2 separate regions of the Gossypium hirsutum genome follow, and region 1 is linked to region 2. A link is a contact called in public Hi-C data. All regions are on one chromosome and are shown on one strand. Each heading gives the region's core, a stretch centred on a gene start, on an enhancer-like site or on the middle of the called end of the contact. The rest is flanking DNA. Distances are from core to core; before and after follow the strand shown. Region 1 has its middle 31 kb from the start of LOC121218419. Region 2 holds the start of LOC107901701 (nucleolin).

Region 1 (5,777 bases), core at 2,810-5,309, 110 kb after region 2:
TTTTTGTTCCAAGTTCTTCGTGTATTTTTCTTCAAATAGTCATTCTTTTTTTTCTTCTTTCTGGTGATTATTAGTCAGTGCAATGGCACCTGATTTAAGAAAAAAAAACCTGAGTGATGCATGTAGTTCTTGATTTCAAGGACCCTTCAGTCCTCTAAGAGTCGCAGACTAGAAATTGCAGGGAACCAGATTTACTGTAAAGGAAAGCATAGAATATAAGTACTTCCTTTATGTATTTTAAAAAGAAAATTGATAGTTGAAGAAAAATGAAAAAAAATCATAATAAAGCATACAATAAAAGGAAGATTCAGTGGCACGTTCCGTTTCCCATCTATCTGATCTCTATGATTTAAAGCAAACAATAATAAAGTGGAATATTAAAAATATGGGCAATATTCTTTTGGATGGTCTACAATGGAGTACTACGTCTGGGATCTTAAAAAGAAACCTATCGATCTCTAATGAGAAGAATTGCTGTGCCATGGATATTGTGAGTAGAAGTTTAGCTTGGTCGAAACAGGTCACACAAGCTATGGTTGAGATACCGATGACAGTGACAAAGGAGAGAAAACGAATGAGATTGAAGCTGCCATTGGAGGGCTAGTGTAAGCTTAATACAGACGGGGCCGTTATTCATTCATCTTTAACTGCAACTTGTAGGGGGCGGGGCTGACTAGGGATCGGGAAGGGAACTGGTTAGCTGGTTTTATGAAGGAGATTGACCACTTCTCATGCCGGGATGCTGAATGTCGGCACTTTATGAAGGCTTAGTCGGGATAAAAATGTCTAAGGATACCACTATCCTAGTTAATTAATACAAATTCTTGAATATATTAATATTTATTCTATTTTAAATTTTGAATTCTTTTAAATGTACTTATAAGAAGTTTAGTATTTTTATTTAAAAATAGTTGTTGTTAGTGTGATTATTATAAAAATTGTGTTAGAAAAAAATTGATATATTACATTCTAAAGGCACCAACAAAACGATTAAGTGATTTTTATTTTTGTGAAAGAAAATTATTAGTTGTGTGTTAATTTTGTGAACATCTTTATGTGTTTGAAGCTTAGACTTATCTATTCTAAATGTTTAATAAAAATAAAAATATATATTTTAAAAGAAAGTATATTAGTGAAGTAGAGGAAAAACAACAAAAATAAATTATACATTAATTTATATAACTTTTATAAACACTTTAATTTACAAAAAAATTGACCTCAAAATCTAAATTTCTGAATTTTGTGTTGGAAAATATGAACATCATATATATAATAAGGGTAATTACATGTTATTATTTGCTATCATAAAATGCTAACCCAAATTTAAAATGATCTAATTTAGTTTAAGGTTATTGGGCTTTAGTTATTAAATAAAGTATGAGTCAAATATGTGTAGATAGTCTAGTAACTAATTTGTAATTGATGATGGACTGATTAGAAAATAGGGTTAATGTGTAAAAGTTATATATATTAGGGTTATGGTCCTCAAATTACACATAATATAATTTTTCTAATATTTCATATTTAGAAAAGAGAGAGTTACATTCTCTAGATTGTGTGTTAATTTAAAAGATTAAAACCATAAAACTTGAAGATTTCAAGATATCAGGTTTAAAATGAAAAAGCAGCAAGGGATGTGAACCAAAGGTAAAAATCACTGTAGATAAATGGTCGATAAATATATAAATAGATGACAAAGGAATCGTTGTAATTATTTTTTAATTAAGTTTAAATTAATTTATCAATATTTATTTATAAGTATTTAATTATATGATTATTTTGTTCATTAATGAAGTGGCATGTTGCGGTTAATTGATTGTGTATCACACATGTATATATATGGGCTAGTATTTGGTACACTAAGAAATTATTTTTTTATTCCACAATTAGTCTTAAAAAATTATTATATATCTCTTCTTCTTTTTTTAATATTTTACTATACCCTTATAGGATACTTATCAACCCCTGACATTACTTATAAAGTCTAAAAACTCCATTGACAGTGTACCAAATATTTTCCATATATATTATATATATATTTAAGTCTCTGGCTGAGTTGTTGTCACGAGTCAATAGAACACCAACTCGGTTAGGGGAATTATTATAATTTCCTTTCGTATTTAAAATAAGTTATATTGTTCGGGGGTACTTTAATATTTTTAATTTAAAAATATAAAAAATGAATATGATGGGATTTGAACTCACACTAATTGTATTAGTAAAATTATAAATTTGCTATCGAATCAAAACTTTATTTTGATTTTTAAATAAATTTTAATTTTATTATGCACACTTTATTACTTCTATCAATTGTATATCTATACTATATACAAAGATTCTTATTGAATTTGTGACACTCATAATAGGATCTTAGCTCAATTATTAAATTACCAAATATTCTTTATTTTAACAAAGTAATAAATATTAGTTTAAAGGTATTTTTTTCTTTTTATATAAAATCTAGAAAGGAATCCATGATTAAGATTAGACTTGAACTCAAAACACCAAACATATGCTATCCAAATTTTGTCAGTTCAGAGTTTTTATATGAAATCTTTATAAATATATTATATGATTATTTTTACTCATATCATAGGTACGTCATAATTTTATTGATAATGTCGTCAATTGAGTTAGTATTACAAGTTAATTCGATATCAACTTAAAAAAAAATGAAAATGTTATAATAAACAATTGAAGTGCATTTAATATTCTTAATATGATGAATTTTCTTATTTAAAGTTATTTTTATTTATAATTTAATTTTTTTAATTTCATTAATATTACATATGTGTTATTATTAATTTTAAAATTTACATTTTATTATCTATTGTATATTATTTATAAACACATTGATATATTTTAAAAACATAATTTTCAAATTTCCATATGGAAAAAGAAGATATAAAACCGGCTTCACAAAGCAACAAAAGTGGTCATAACTCGTAATAAAAAACACAAAGGCGACTGCATATATTTCTTTAGGATATCATCGACACAGATAAATAACGTTGGTTATTAATATCTAGACTCCACCTAAGAATCAACTCTCTTCGCTAAGCCTTTCTCTGTCCATTTCATTATCCTTAGAACATGTCCCAACCGGACATCAAATTTGGACATGTTTGGAGAAATTGGTTCATCCAGTTTATCAGAAATTTGTTTCGAATCTCCCATTAAATAGAAGAGCAGACCTATGTTCAACTAGAAATATCAGTACTTCACTTCCGAATTATACCTGGAGAGGGAAAGCAAAAGAATTTTAGTGTCTGAATCAGAAAATAATTTCGAATTCATGATGGTCTCAAACTCTAGAATTTGGAGAGGCAAAATATCAGGAAAATAAATAATGATTAAGCATTTATATAAGCCATATTAACAAACAAAACAAGGGTTTGCTACAAAGAAAAAAGGAAAGGAAACATTGTCTTCTTTGAATCTCAATAGAGTAATTCATTGAGTTTGTAGTGCAAAAGAATAGCCGGACAAATCTCCTTTGGCAGAGTGCACACTACACTACATCAAAGAATGAGCTTTAAATTTCACCAAAAAAAAAAAGAATGAGCTTTAAAGTGACATTCTGCCAATGGAGAAATTGCCCTGTAATGCAGTTGCACCTTAAGTCATCGCCCTTGGTTGGGTTTGCCACACTGCCTTAATTCTCCCTTATTTATGCTGTCCTGGAAACAAGCATATTCAATGGAACAATGCCTAAATGTTGCTTTTTATTCTTGAATGAATGACATTGACTGCCACCTGATTGTTCATATTTAAGAATTCCAGTGAATAATCGCCAATATAAACCAATATGCTTCCTTGAATGTTTTCATCAGCACCCAACTGTATTTTCACAAATAGAGAGAAAAAAAAGGGAGTTTTGGAGAATACCTTTGGCATGGAAGATCCAAAGAATGTTCTCTATTTTCTATATCTGGTGTGGATGTCCCCATTAGTCAACCAGCCAAATGAACCTAAAACTTCTGATTTATGCAGAAGCTCGAAGCTGCATTTTCTAAAGGCATGTTCTTTTGGGCCAAATGTCAAGCCCGACATATGATTTATATGGATTTATGGCCCATAAATGGTTTGTTCTTTCTTTGTTCTTTTTCAGGCTTGTTAGAGGGGTTACACTGCAATCAAAGGGATAACTTGGATTTACATTCGCTGTTTTTGGAATTTGTAACTTTGCCCTGTGTTATTTATAGGACTGTAGACGCTGTTACGATGCAGAGCTGAAGAGTATTTCAGCTTTCTGATAATTTTACAGAGTTTGAGATTCTTCATTTCCTTGCAAAACAACAGATTGGGTATCCCCATAAGGCTTGTACTACATCCCAGTAATCAATGACAAACTTTAAGAAAGAAAAAATATATATTTACATCATAAATCTGATCTATAGATATATAAAATATATTTGCTAATACTGGTTTTCGACATGAAAATAGTAGAAAGAAAACCTAAACCCAAATGAGACATACATTTACATATTGCCTTTAGCCTCTTGTTTTGGGTAAAACAATTGTTTATTTCCAAAGTAAAACTTAAAGCATAGTGTTTGGCAAGATGCAAGCAAGGAAGATAGTTTGGTCATGTGAGTCCGGATTCACTGGACGGGAAGATAAAAAAGGGAAAAACAGCTTCAACATATAGACAAAATGGGTAGAAAGTAGAGCCTCCTTTCACAAACTGAGAGGGAGATGTCATGCACAAATGGACAAAGGAAACAGATAAAACTGATGGGTTTAAAAACATATCCAAATATCAGAAGATTATTGGGACAGATAGAGAGACCCCCCTTAGAGGTTTCAAAACAGAGCTGGTGTGTCACTAGGGTATACGCCAATAAAAGCTAAATATATGTGTGATTTAAAGGGGGATGGATTTGGGAAGTTGTGGAGCTACTAAAATAAACCTAAACTATACAAATGATCACCCAATTATGTTCACTTTTTTTTTTAAGTTAATTTTAAAAATTTTCATTTTAGGTATTAAATTTTATATTAATTTTTATTTTGGTCATCCGCTATTAAATTGATAACGGAAATAATGATATGACCTTTTTCTAACTGGCATAAAAATACATTTAGTCCTCAATACTTGTATATTCTATCAATTTGATCCTTAAATTTACTAACCGAAGCTTTCAGCTTTTAAAATAGAGGCATCCCATATCTTTAAATTTATAAACCTCCCCCCCCAAAAAAAAACTTCTTCAATTATGCAAATATAACATGTAATGGATAACACATGAAAATATATTGTTGCTTAGAAACTAAACAATTGGATCAACACTAAACATCCAAATCCAAATAACCAAGCTTAAGAAACATAAAATCTAGCAATAGGTACTAATTAATTCAATAAAATCCAGAATAATTAACATCAAAGTTGCAGTTCTGATGTGTGTTCACGTGACTAACTAAAAATACGACGAAGGCAAGTGCACCTATCGATAAATAGTATAGCTATGGTGAGTAGAGATATCGTATCCATAAGAACTAAAAGTATTAGTAATTGCCGTTTTCCTATTATTTAGCCGACAAATTGGAGTGATTGGTTTTAAACTAAAATTACTAAATTAATATAACTAAGTACTCAACAGAAAATAAGTCAAGAAAATAGCTGAATAATAACCTATGAGAGTGACAATACCCATGAAAAGAATCCACCTAGACTTCATATATTATTATGAATCTGAATTAAACGATTTATTCACTTGGTATCTTGATCCGTAGAAATCCCTAAATTATGCTAATATCTCTTTCGAGAGTAAGAG
Region 2 (6,021 bases), core at 2,099-4,598:
TGGCAAATGAGTTGGATTAGGGGAAATCTCTGGTTATGAGGAGAAACATGTTCTCAGGTTGGGAGAGGTAGAGTGGTGGGTAAGGTGTTTAGGGGGGGTTAGAAAAGAAGAGAGATGGATAAGGAATTTATTCACTAGTGACATCCCAAACAAGAACAGAGGACAGAACGTCTCTCAACTGCTCGCAAGCCTAGAAAAGTTGAATCGTAATACATATATAAATTTCTATTTGAGTTCTCTAATAATCACTTTTTAACAATCAAGATTTTCTCTAGAAGTTGTTTTAGTGATTAAGTTTTAACGGATTTTAAGTAAACTGATCAAATAGACAAATTCAAAGATTATTTTATTATTTTGACCTAGTATATAGTTTTTGTTTGGGCTCAAGATTTGAATTTGGGATGACTTCAAAGTGGTCATCTCATCCATTATTTTCATTCGTTTATAAATTTAGGAGTTTACTTGAAAAACATTTTTTAAAAATTGATTTAATTATTAAGTATAATAATCAATTGCTTTTACCATTTTATTGTTAGATCATTAAATTAATAAATTTGTTATATTCTTTAATCTTTTCTATTAAAGAAAAGGAAAAGCAGTTGTAAGCTCTATATCAAAATGATTGCCATATAGGTGATTTGTAAATAAATTTATAATTAATTGTGGACATATATTTAGTTAAAAAAAAGTTGATTCAATTTATACAAACAAACCACAAATTCAAATAAGTCGAGGTTGAACCCACTTCTAAAAATATGCAAGTGATAAATTAAAATTTCATCAACAATTTAACATCATTATGTTTACCTGTCAAATTAAATAAGCTATCCATGACAAAATTTAAAATTGTTGATGAATATATTTGATTATATATTAATTTAGTTAAAAATTATTTAATTTTGTTGATGAAGGATCGATTTTTCAAGAAAAATTTTTAAAATATCATCTTTAGGAACGTTGACTAAGTCTCTCAACAACGAAATATATTGTTCTCTAAGGGAGATTTTGTCCCCTCTATTGAAAGCCGCGTATGATTCATGGAGGAAAGTACTTTGGTCACGCCGTCAACAAATTAAAATGAACCAATTAAAAAGCATGTAATTTAATTTATAAATTAAAAAATAACAAAAATAAGCCTAACACAAACCTAAACGTGCACATAATTTAACTGGACAAACTTGAATGCAATTTTAAAAATCTTAACATAAACCTAACAATAAATAAACAAATAAATCCAAACAAGAACTATATTTATTCAAACTGAATTTATTTATAACCTAAATATGGACCGGCTAAATCTAAAATCAAATAACGTGCTACCAAATTCTAACTTCCAAGTAAAGCAATAGCCGCTTCTGTTAGTTGAAGAGTTAAACATCACATGAAGTGCATTATTATTATTATTATTATTATTACTATTATTATTATTATTATTATTATGTACAAGAAGCTTACTTCAACATTTAATTTATTTTTAATGCAACACGACAAATATCAACTACTAATAAGAAATTATAAATATATAAATATATATATATAAAATTTACCTTCATTTTCGGACAAAGATATGGGACAAGTATTGGAGATATCTTTTAATCGAAAGTTCCTGTCTTATACATAAGATACAAGTCAACTATCTACTTTGGTTGGCGATAACATCAACAAGCTTAGACTCGTTCCTCCTTTGGGCTACGATTCTGGGGTAGATTCGAATATTTCGTAGCTACATTAAACTCTAATTGAGCATGATCGAATCTACAAAATAAAATAAAAAGTAAAGATCTCTTAACTTTTACTTGATTATATAGTTATTGTAATTTTTCATTAAATTTAAATAATAATAGTTAAATTTATTAAATTAAATTATACTATTTTTAAAATTTTATATTGACAAACATAAATTTACATGTATAATGGTAAAATAATTTATGATTTTAATAAAATGTTAAAAACACTCATTTTAATTAAAAAAATTAAAGATTATTGTTTTAATAAATATTAAAAATTCAAAATTTAAAAAATAAAAAACTAAAAGTGTAAAATTGAAGAATTGATATTAAGTCCACAAAAGTTTACTACATGAACAATAGAAAAATTCAAAAAGTGTAGATAATAAATTGATGGAATTAGAATAGAAAAAAAAATTAAAGTTACAGCTTATGTATAATATAGAGAATAATCACATATTTTCACCTTGAAAACATAACATAATTTGTAAATAAAAATAAAAATCTTCTAACAAACTAAAGACCTGGTATATCATCGGTCGTTGCCGGAAACATATATATATATATTTATTTGTTTGTTTGTTTTCTTTTTACAGTTTAACTAACGCAAAGAAAATTGACGGCAAAAATCATTTAATTCTCACGGAAAAAAAAAAACCCAAAACTTGGAAGTTGGAAGCTATGAATTCAGTTCTTCTTCTCATCTGACTGTAGAGGCAACAGTATGAGCCCACCATCTAAGGCTGTCTTTCATGTCAATCTCATTACCCAAATCAGGAACTCTCCAATTCATCAATGGGTTTGTTTTTCTTCTTTCTGAAACTTTCCAGGCTTCTGAAAGGTAAGGCCTTGAAACTTCATCATCATCATCATCATCATCATCATCTGCTTCTTGGGTATCTTCTTCTTGACTTTCTTTCCTTCTTAATCTTTGCAACCCTGGAATTATCTCAACCAACCTTGAATCCTTATTATCTTCCTCTGAGAAAACAAAGCCAAGATCCATAAACCCTTTTAGCTCTTCAAACTCCAACTCTGACAAGCTCTTACTCCTCCTACCTTTCTTTCTTCTCGTAATTCTCATATTACTACAAGTTTCTTTCAATTCTTCTTCTGCGATTTCTTTGCCTGAGATGGTTTTATGGAGATTTGGTGAGTGGAGAACTGAGTCTGGTGAGAAAGAATCATAAGAACTTACGAAGCTTGTTCTATTTAAGCTCAATTGATCACTCATGGATCTTGAATGGAGAGTACTTTGGGTGCGTTTAAGCTCTGGTTTTGATGAGTTCCCTTCAGTTTTTCGATCTGGGTTGGGCTCAAAACTCGTAGATGTTGATTGAGATGTCTGTTTCTTCAAGATTTCCATCTCAAACCAACATGAATCGAAGAGATTCATTATCTCTTCGATTTCCATTAAAGTCACCTCAAAAGTAAACGAATGAAGATACTCTTCCGGAAATTGTGAGGTTATGGTTTAATTCAGACCTTAAGCCTAATATAGACCCTGTATGTGACCATAATACCCTTAAACATGTATATAAATAAGAAACAATTCAACCAACGAAATGGGTATTATGGTAACAATACATTGAATTTATAAATAATTAAGTATGCTATTAATTTTGTTTTATTTTTATGTTCTGTCCGACTACGAGAGTGGATTACTTTGTTCTCGAAGACAAAGTGATACGGAGCCTGCGGACTTAACGTGGCTTTAAGAAGAAGCGAAGTCACAAAAGCCATGAATTATTGCGTGAGGTGAAACATATTATCGTACATCTTTTAGGGAATTTTATTTTTTCTTGCCCAGATAGGAATTTTTGTTATTTATTTAGAAGTTAAATATATTATAGGAATTTTTGTTATTTATTTAGAAGTTAAATATATTTTAATAATTTATCTTGATTTTATATTTTAATAAAAAAATTATATGCAAAGTGAGGAGTATGAGTCGATTTTAAGAAAAATTAAAAATATAAGTTGAAATTTTGATTATTTAGAAAAATAGACCATTTTTGTTTAGATGTGACAAAAGCATCTCTTAGGAAAAATATTTTTTGAAAAACACTTTTTATAAAAAGCACTTTCTTTTGACACATCAGTTCTCCTAATCAAATGGTCACCTATTACTATTTTTATCTCAAGTTTGATTCCTATCTTAAGTATTATTTTTAATTTTATGTTGTTTCAAGGTTTTTTTTGGTTCATTTTTCATATTTAGTTAATATTTTTAATTAATAAATATGTTATTTTCAAGTTATTTTACTTTTTATTTATTTTTTAATTAATAAATTTTTATTTTTATATATAATAAATATGTAATTATATAATGAAAATATATTTAATATATTTCATTATATTCAAAATATTTTTTATTTATATAAAAAATAATAAAAAATATTTTATATAATGAAACCATATTTTATATATATCATTATAAAATTAAATATATTCTCTTTTGAAGAGTATCAACAAATTTATTTATTTATTTATTTATTTTCTTTTATATAATTTTTATATGTCAAATATTTTTTTCATCTATACTGTGAGTATGGTAAATTCTAATATTATAAAATCAAATAATTATTTCAAATATCATTATTATTTTTATATGTAAAATATTTTAAATACTTATTCCAAATACCATTATTTTTATGTGTGAAATATTTCAATTAATTATTTCAAATATCACTATTATTATATGTGAAATATTTTAAATAATTATTTCACATACACACACAAAAATATATAATACTAAAATTTACCACACTCATAATATAGATTGAAAAATAAATATTTAACATATAAAAAATTTATTTACTAAAAATAATTATATTTGAAATAATTAGTTGATTTTATGATTTTATAATTTTATAATTTACCATACCTACAATGTAGGTGAAAAAACAATTATATTTAAAATATTTTACGTATAAAAATGATAATGATATTTGAAATAATTATTTGATTTTATAATATTAAAAATTGTTTGATACGAGTTTCAAGGCCCAATTTTAGGCCCATGAATGTGATGGGCTTACACTACCTCAAGACAATCAATAAGGTCAAAGGTCAAGCAAATTAAACCAAGATTCGATCAAAGCCAATATGTGAGGATGAATCTTTTCAAGGAAAAGAGGAATGATGCATGCACGGAATGGGTGAAATGTATTAAAGTCAATTCAACCAAGTTGTCAATTTTCAAGCTGAAAAGATTATTCAACTTGTGATAAATTTTTGGATAGGATCAAAGTATTTCTAGATTAAGATGTCTTTATACCGTTCAAAGATCTATCTCTTAGCTTCGAAACACACTTTGAATCACTCAACTTTGAGTTCGGGAACTCAAGTTATGAATGTTTTAGTTGAGACTATGCGAGCAATATTTTTGGACGAGATTATTATATAAGTTACGAGTTTCGAGATCTTAATTTGAGTTTAAATCATATTGGGTTTGAGTTTTAGGCTCAATCTTTATTATATATGAGCTTAATATTGTATTTACCAACTCTTATTATTTTATTATTTTTATTCTAAATTTTTATAATTATTAAGTATTTTAAGTTATTTAGAAGTTTTATGTTAACAAGAAAGTTTAGTTTAAAATTACTTCTTCTTTAGGGTAATTAGAGTTCTAGCATACTTAAGAGTTTTATTTAGATTTATTTAGCTAGTCTATATAAAGGCCTTTACATTGTACACAAAGAAGCATTTGATTATTATTCAATAACTTTTCTTTTGAGTTAATAAATTCTCTTTGAGTTTTTCTTTTCAAGAATTTCTCTTGAGTATTTTTTTAGAAGAGTTTTAACAATCTTTTCAGATTGTGGGGATCATCTTCAAATTTTTTCTTGCCAAGTTTTCTTCCTTGGAGGGGAAACTAGAGCCGCTTGAAGGGAGTTGTGGATTCTTCTTGTTTTTAAGACTTCTTAGGACTTTTATATGCCACGTTCTATCTTTTCTATCTATCTTCTTTATTTTCTTCTTTATTATTTTAATATTTGATTTATTATTCTATTTTATTTATCTTAGTTATTTATTTTAATTGTTTTATCTGACTTGGATTCGACTGTGTTTCAAGATGTGTCAAAATCCAAGTTTCTTTCCGAACGTCTAAAGCTCTAAATCAAATCCATAACTTGGACAAACTTTATGATCTTGTTTCTCACTCATTCGCTCTCATCCGTAAAATTTGGTATTAGTTTCTTGGGCGTTTTTATTGTTCTTATTGTCTCATCCCAAAAATCGGGTTAGAAGAAATTGAGTTAGTGAAACCAAGAGTAGTTACGTTCTA

What was found. Hi-C and Micro-C count contacts between places; a contact is called where the count stands out from the background.
Region 1: a Hi-C map of leaf shows a contact between it and region 2, with 1.7 times the contacts expected there. The contact joins the enhancer-like site here to the promoter of LOC107901701 in region 2. A contact is called at or near these places in 9 of 34 Hi-C or Micro-C datasets (fibers, hypocotyl, leaf and 1 more).

Annotation. Positions count from the first base shown.
Region 1 is chrD06:49,627,907-49,633,683 of Gossypium_hirsutum_v2.1, forward strand. No RefSeq gene overlaps it. Among protein-coding and RNA genes, the nearest start is that of LOC121218419, 31 kb to the left of the region's middle. Within about 2 kb of position 4,060, at least 2 of the 9 cell types and tissues checked have an H3K27ac peak or open chromatin away from gene starts, as enhancers often do. A contact at or near this core is called in leaf, where this site is marked.
Region 2 is chrD06:49,521,298-49,527,318 of Gossypium_hirsutum_v2.1, forward strand. LOC107901701 (nucleolin) reads right to left here and starts at 3,349. Exons shown (of 1, transcript XM_016827792.2): 1 at 2,187-3,349. The coding sequence starts at 3,141. The coding sequence ends at 2,428.